Regions from separate parts of the Mus musculus genome. Here region 2 is linked to region 1. The links are chromatin contacts, called in public Hi-C maps. All regions are on one chromosome and are shown on one strand. The core of a region is the stretch at or near the end of the contact, and the rest is flanking DNA. Distances in the headings are between cores, read along the strand shown. Region 1 holds the start of Rab3gap1 (RAB3 GTPase activating protein subunit 1). Region 2 overlaps Map3k19 (mitogen-activated protein kinase kinase kinase 19).

The links. A called contact is a pair of places that touch in the nucleus more often than the background predicts.
Region 2: a contact with region 1 is called in a Hi-C map of LSK cells, with 2.7 times the contacts expected there. The contact joins the enhancer-like site here to the promoter of Rab3gap1 in region 1. A contact is called at or near these places in 1 of 39 promoter capture datasets (macrophages), 2 of 15 datasets of contacts at CTCF or cohesin (CD8 T cells and the NIH/3T3 cell line), 16 of 484 Hi-C or Micro-C datasets (CD4 T cells, CD8 T cells, DN3 thymocytes and 11 more), 10 of 115 datasets of contacts at active chromatin or transcription factors (the HPC-7 cell line, the SCID.adh cell line, bone marrow-derived macrophages and 4 more) and 3 of 9 other capture datasets (adipose tissue, liver and pancreatic islet).

The regions. Positions count from the first base shown.
Region 1 is chr1:127,866,545-127,870,168 of GRCm38.p6, forward strand. It overlaps Rab3gap1 (RAB3 GTPase activating protein subunit 1), which reads left to right and starts at 2,229. Exons shown (of 24, transcript NM_178690.4): 1 at 2,229-2,285; 2 at 2,381-2,436. The coding sequence starts at 2,268.
Region 2 is chr1:127,828,385-127,831,946 of GRCm38.p6, forward strand. Map3k19 (mitogen-activated protein kinase kinase kinase 19) reads right to left here. Exons shown (of 14, transcript NM_011737.2): 9 at 1,887-2,146; 10 at 672-715. Among named protein-coding and RNA genes, the nearest start is that of Map3k19, 25 kb to the right of the region's middle. Within about 2 kb of position 1,992, at least 58 of the 459 cell types and tissues checked have an H3K27ac peak or open chromatin away from gene starts, as enhancers often do. A contact at or near this core is called in CD8 T cells, the HPC-7 cell line, LSK cells and 8 more, where this site is marked.

The DNA of each region.
Region 1 (3,624 bases), core at 979-3,478:
TACCAATTTGTCTTAGTTAGGGTCTCTATTCCTGCACAAGGCATTATACCCAAGAAGCATGTTGGGGAGGAAAGGGCTTATTCAGCTTACACTTCCACTTTGCTGTTCATCACCAAAGGAAGTCAGGACTGGAACTCAAGCAAGCCAGTAAGTAACATCACTCCATGGCCTCTGCATCAGCTCCTGCTTCCTGACCTGCTTAAGTTCCAAACATAGTGGCACATGCTTTTAATCCCAGCACTCTAGAGGCAGAAGCAGGTGGGTTTCTGTGAGTTTGAGGCCAACCTTGTCTACGCAGTGAGTCCCACAAAAGCCAGAGCTACATAATAAAGAGTCTGTCTCAAAAAATTATTTAATTTAAATTTTTATGTATATAATTATTTTGTCTGCATGTGTATTTGTGCACTGTGTGCATTTCTGTTTACTATAGAAGTCAGAAGAGGGTGCTGAGTCCCCTAGAACTAGAAGTATGGAGCGTTGTATGTAGCCACGTGGATGCTGGGGACAGAGTTGGGGTCCTCTGTAACAACAGTCAGTACTCTTAACTGCTGAGCCATCTCTACAGTCCCCAACAGAATTCCAACTGCTAGTTAGCACTCCTGTCCTTCAGTGGTTTAAAAAGTAAAGCACTCATCAAATAGTATGTTCTTCTCAGAGTATATGTAACTTGTATGATGTTGTTTGGTTTTGTTTATTTTTTGTTTTGTTTTTCAAGACAAGAGTTTCTCTGTGTAACAGAGCCCTGGCTGTCCTGGTCTCACTTTGTAGGCCAGGCTTGCCTTGAATTAACAGAGATCTGCCTGCCTCTGTCTCCTGAGTGCTGGGATTAAAGGCATGCACTTCCATGCCTGGCTGCTTTTTAAAACAATAAGTTTAGTTGTATAGATTTTCTTTTCCTGGGGTTAGGAAAGGAGACAGTGGGTTTAAGGATCTTGGTCAGTGTTTATGAGTTGTAAAGTTTGAACAAGAGCTGAGGATGTAGTTCTGTTGGTAGAGCTTTTGCCTAGCATGCATGGTCCTCGCTTCTGTCTTTACCACCACACCATACAATCCAAGACGGTGCTACATGACTGCAGTCAGGATACTCAAAAGGAGGCAAGAGGATCAGAATTCCAGTTCGCTCTTCTCACCACAAGGCGTGTGAGGCTGGCTTATGAACCCTATCTCAAGAACAAAACCAAGGGCTTGAGAGATGGCTCAGTGGTTAAGAGTGCTCTTCCAAAGGTTCTGAGTTCAAATGCCAGCAATCACAAGGTGGCTCACAACCATCTGTAATGGGATCTGATGCCCTTTTCTGGTATACTCATATACATAAAATAAATATACTCATACACATTCTAGTGTAATCATATACATAAAATGAATAAATAAATCTAAAAAAAAACCCATTTGAATGAAAACTCAAAGAGGTTTTTAAATACAATTGTGACCATGCATATCTAGGGTCTTTGCCATATAGGACTACATATGCCCCAAGATATTTATGAATGTAGCCCAATACATCTGTGGATGTGAATGTCATGTAACAATTTCAAAATGTTCATCAGTTTGTTTTTGTTTTTTGTTGTTGTTGTTTTTTGTTTGTTTGGTTGTTTTTTTTCTTCCGAGACAGGGTTTTTCTGTGTAGCCCTGGCTGTCCTGGAACTCACTTTGTAGACCAGGCTGGCCTCGAACTCAGAAATCTGCCTGCCTCTGCCTCCCGAGTGCTGGGATTAAAGGTGTGTGCCACCACGCTCGGCTCATCAGCTCTTCTTGAGTCTACAAAATACTCTTATTATTTTTACTTTTAATTCTTTAAACAATACTTGTTAATTTTATTTCATGTGCATGAGTGTTTCGTCAGCATGTAAATCTGTTTGTGCAGCACGTGCATGCCTGGTGTCAGTCGAGGCCAGAAGCAGGTACAGGATCCCTTTGGACTGAAATCACAAATGGTTGTGAACTGCTATGCAGGTGCTGGAAATCGAACATAGGTCTTGTGAAAGCGCAGCGGGTAGTCTTAACTGCACAGTTATCCCTCTAGCCCCAACAGAATTTTAAAAAAAATATTACTAAACCACCTTGAAGAAGAGCGTATGCCACACTAAGATCTTTCTGTCTGGAGGAAAAAGGTCTTCCCACCTTCCAGCAGGCCCTTTGTAGGCGGGCCCGCTTCGGGGCCCCACCCACCACCCACCGAGGCCCCGCCCACGGCCACTCAGTGCCCTCCTCCTAGCTCCCTTCTTCCCGACAGCCTTCGCGCGGGGCCTGACGCTCCGCTCCGCAAGATGGCGGCGGACAGTGAGGTGAGTTCTGCGCCCTGGGTGCCTCTGTCACAGAGTTCTGCCGCCGACGTCAGTGGCCCGCAGCTTACTGTCTGTGCTCTTCTCTGTCCCCGCAGCCCGAGTCCGAAGTGTTTGAGATCACAGACTTCACCACAGCCTCGGAGTGGGAGAGGTGAGTAGTGTGTTTGGTCCTGTCTGGCCCCGGGCGGCATCACACAGGTGACGCTGGTTCGGAGGGAGACGCCCACGCTTCGTCTCTTCTTCCGCGCCACGGCAACTTTGGCTTTTTCCGCATCAATCATACAGACAGGTCAGACCAACCTTCAGACTCCGCCTTTAAAACAAGTTGTGTTGACTTCCAGATCACTTCCCTGGCACAGAAAACCATTTCCGAGGTCGTCCCCGGGTCTTATGCTTTCATGTCAATTTGCCTCAGTTGTCATCAAAGCCGTCAGCTAAGCAGCTGCTGTGTTTTCTTCCTGTGTTTATTGGAAGAGACTTTTAGCGTACCGATGACTGTTCATCTGTCATCCTCTTACCATCGTTATCCTGTCTTCGAGAAATTAAAAAATTAAAATTCTACTATTTCATACTTATAAATAGTATGTTTACATACGTCTTTGGAATGTTTTGATTCACAGCGTTACATTTTAAACTTGGTCCTGTGCCCAGACTTCCCGAGCTTGTCAAATTCAGATGAACAACTGCATTAAGGCGAACATGTTTTATCACCTGAGTGAGTTGAAAACTAAGTTTGTTGGCTTGATAGCTAGCTATTGAGGTTATTGTTGCAGTGCTTGTAGGCTTTACAAATGTGTGGCTCTCATATCAGTTGGTGGCATAGGAAGATATAAAAGATCTTTGAAATAGTAGTTTGACTTGTGTTCCCATCCCCACACTTCATCGAGTCAGTAAGACTTAACACACTAGCAAGACTTTATGAGGAAGTACTGTGTGCCCTGAACTATCCTAAGATCAGGGAAATCTATATACCTTTTAAAAACTCCAACAAATAGTTAAAATGTAAGCCAGTTGGTACTAACTACAAAGAACTAGTTAAGTAGGGAAAACGTGGACTACAAAATTGTTGGAGACATTTTTGTAGGGAAAAGATAGGAAATGCCTGCTTTGAAATTGGGGAGGGAAATGGAAGCTGGGTGACGTGGCACCTGTGTATAATAGTGACTACTGGCAAGGCTGAGGCGGATCACTTGAGCTAAGGAATTAAGACCAGCCTGAGCAATCTAAGAGGTACTGCCTTAAGAAAGGAAAGGGAAAATGGTTCAGGGTTTGGTTAAACATGAGAAGGGACTGACATTTCGAGACAAGTAAGTGAGGAATTATCACTGGGAAATAAATA
Region 2 (3,562 bases), core at 742-3,241, 38 kb before region 1:
CCCAGGATCTTTACCTGTAACGCTTTATAGGAGCAGGAAAACTCTCCCCCATCAGGGTGGGGTGTGAACGGCAAAGAGTAACATGGGATTTGGACAAAGGTATGAGGTGAGTAGAGCAGCAATCCACACCCTTAATCCTAGAACTAGAGAGGCAGAGGCAGGGGGATCTCTGTGAGTTCAAGGCCAGTCTAGGTGACATAGTGAGACCCTGTCCCCCAAACTTAAACGCATTAAGAAACAGAGACAAAATGAAGGAAAAACGAAGACAGAAAATGAAGAGACCTGTTCACCCCACTACCCAGGAGCAGGAGATGGCCCAGAGAAGCACCTCACAGGACATGGAATGGTTTTCCCATGAATACTTAGCTTCTCCATAAAGTAGTCATCCTTTTTTAAATTTTCTCCACAATATTATTGCTGAAGATTTGACTGAGAAGTTTGTGGGAGCTTGTCATTGTTGTTGAGATTTATGGATTTTGTTATTTCTTTCTTTGAGACAGAGTTTCTCTGTGTAGCCATGGCTGTCCTGGAACTAGCTCTATAGACCAGGCTGGTCTCGAACTCATAGAGATCTGTCTGCCTCTGCTTCGAGAGTGCTGGAAATTAGAGTGTGCACCACCACCACCCTTATTGTTGTTTAATGAAGTCAAACATGCTGGAACTGATCTTACCCCAGTTCTTCGGCTACTGTAGCTTATGTCAGAGGTAGGAAACTCTATAACAAAAGAAACAAGAACTGGGTGTTATTAGTAGTAGGCTGAAGAGTTCATAGATGGAGCAGGAGATATGCGGGAAAGTGTTTCAGAGTATATTCTCCCTGTGTGGTATACATAGTGCTGTGAAGTGATTTCAGAAAACCTTAGCCTAAAGCTACCAGAAGGGGTGTTATAGGTTTGTTCATTTGTTTTTGAGAGCTGGTCTCATAGAGCAGCCTACATGTAGTTAGTACCTTGAATTCCCTAGGTAGCCACGGATACCCTTAAACTTACAATCCCCCTGCCTCCACCCCCTGAGTGTTACAATTACAGGTGTGTGTCCTGCCCAGCTTAGTATGGGAAGCAAACCCAGAGCTTCGTGGATGCTAGGTAAAACTTGATCAGCTGAGCCACATGCCCGGCTCCTACACTAGCTTATTTATTTTTAGTTCATGAAATACTCTTCCCTGAAACACATACAAAATGCATTTCCTTTCCAGCCATTTGCTCCCATTGCCTTCAGTATTGTCATTATTAAGCCTATTGTTAGTCGTGTGTGTGTGTGTGTGTGTGTGTGTGTGTGGTGTGTGTATGCATGCACACGGGCACATATGTGCAGAGGCGAAGGCATCTTCATTCCATCATGTGCCTGTAGCAGTCAGAGGACACAACCATTTGGGCACCACTGTCCTCGTTTGAAACAAGACCTCTCCCTAGCCTGGAATCTGTCAAGTTGGCGAGGCTTCCGGCCATTGAGCCCCAGGGATCCTCTGACTCAGCCTCCCCTGGGCTTCGGTGACAAGCGCATGTCATCATATCTGACTTTTTTTAAAAAAACAAAAAAACAAACAACAACAACAAAAAAAAACATGGGCTTGGGGAATTTAACTCAGATCCGTGTGCTTGCAAGCACTTCACTGAGTTATCTCTCCAGCTCCACTGTAGAATTAAATGCTCAATTTAATATGTTCCCTCTTAATTGTGGTTTCCATATTTTTATAGAGATACATAAAATCATATGAGTAAATACGGCCTGAACAGAGAAGTAAGATTGTTTAGGGACAGGGAACTAACAGGAAGAAGGGGTGAGGAGAGGGAGAGCATGGAAGGATGAGGGGGCATATGCTGTCATACATTATGTACCTGTATGGATACTCTAAACGTACACGCATAAGCAAGAGCTTGACTCACCATCAGATTGCCTTTGCTGTTCTTTCAGAACACAAGGAGCCACCTCCCCAGCTGCAGATGCAGCAAGGCTTGAGTCTAAGCAAGGTCTGGGTGGTGAGAGAGCCACGTCCACACCACAGAGCTCCTCAGAACTTCCGTCTGTCTTCAGAAGTGAAGGCTGTGTGGTTAGCATCCTCCCCGTGAGGCCCACCATCTCCGCGTCATCTGGTGGAGAGACAGGATGCACTTGTTCCCGTTCCTGATGCTCTGAAGTCACCTGACTGAAAGGAGAGAGATGGGGAAAACTCATTTGCTGGTATAGTTCAGATCTCAGGGGGTCTCTCTGTGATCAAAGTTTGGTCCCTTGCATATGACGATGTCGGAGGAGGTGGTACCTAATGGCTGGGAGAATGTCTTGGAGGGGGTTCCGGCACTTGTCACTGTGTTCTCTTCATGACCACCCTGAAGGAAGCAGCCTCCTCCCCAGCCTGCTCTCCACCATGATGTGCAGCTGTCTTACACCACAAAACCAAAGCAACTGTGGAACGAACCTCTGAAACCAAACCAAATTCCTCTCTGTACACTCTCTTAAGTGTTTTGCCAGTTACAGAAAACTGATGGTACATTCCCAGTATCCTCCAGATCTGCAGGTCTCAGACCAGAGAACGTGTTGGGAAGTTAGGAAAATTGGTTCCCACGTGGTCTGGTTGAGTGGGGCTGTGGACTCCTACCAGGAGAAGTCCCCCTGCTTGTCCTGGCCTGCTCCTGCCAGCTCTGCCTTCTGGATTCAGTCCTAGTCAGTGATCCTTTCTTAGTCCCCGTTCGTGGGAACAGGAGAGTCAGACAAAACGAATTAATTAGCCAGGCCAGTACTCTCAAATTGTCTGCAATGGGAAACTGGTTTCTATTTTCATTAGCTACTTTTATTACCTTATTTTTATTATTTATTTTTTGAAACAGAGTCTTATATAATACAAGCTAGTCCCAAACTAGCTATGTAGCCAAGGATGGCATTGAACTTGGAAGCCTCCTGCCTCTACCACCCAAGTGTTAGGATTACAGGCATGCACCACCATATCCGGTTTATGAAGCACTGAGGATCAAACTCAGGGCTTCATGTATGCTAAGAAAGCCCTCTGCCTGCTGGGCTGCACCCCCAACTCCATCGTTTAGTTCTTTGAGAAAGACAGAGCCTTGCTTTTGTATAGTTAATCTTCCAAACAAAACAGCCACCATTTCCATCAGGCTGACTATTCCTGCTGGTAGGAGATCTATCACTAGCCAGTTTACTAGGAGGGTCGTGGAACCTCACCTGAGATTCTAGCTAGTCCTGCCAACCAACTGTACACAATTCTGTCCTAATTGCATGGGACCTCAGGAGGTATTAGGGTATAAACGATAAGGAAGGTTAATTGACAAAGACTCCATACCTGACTCTGGGGAAGCCAACATCGGTACTGGTTGAAGACTTTCCAATGTGGCTGCTTTGGGGTTTCCATGCTCCCATAAGCCCCTCCCCGATGCTCTCTAAGTGACCTCTGGTAGAGCCATGCTTTAGTTTGTCTTTGGGACCTTATAAGGAGGGGTAGACACTTTTTACATCTCATTGGGGAAAGAGATTTCCCAAGAGTGCCGCCTGCCCTAGAACAAGATATGTAAACCAGGCTGACCTTAAGCTTGTAGTCATCTTCCTGTCT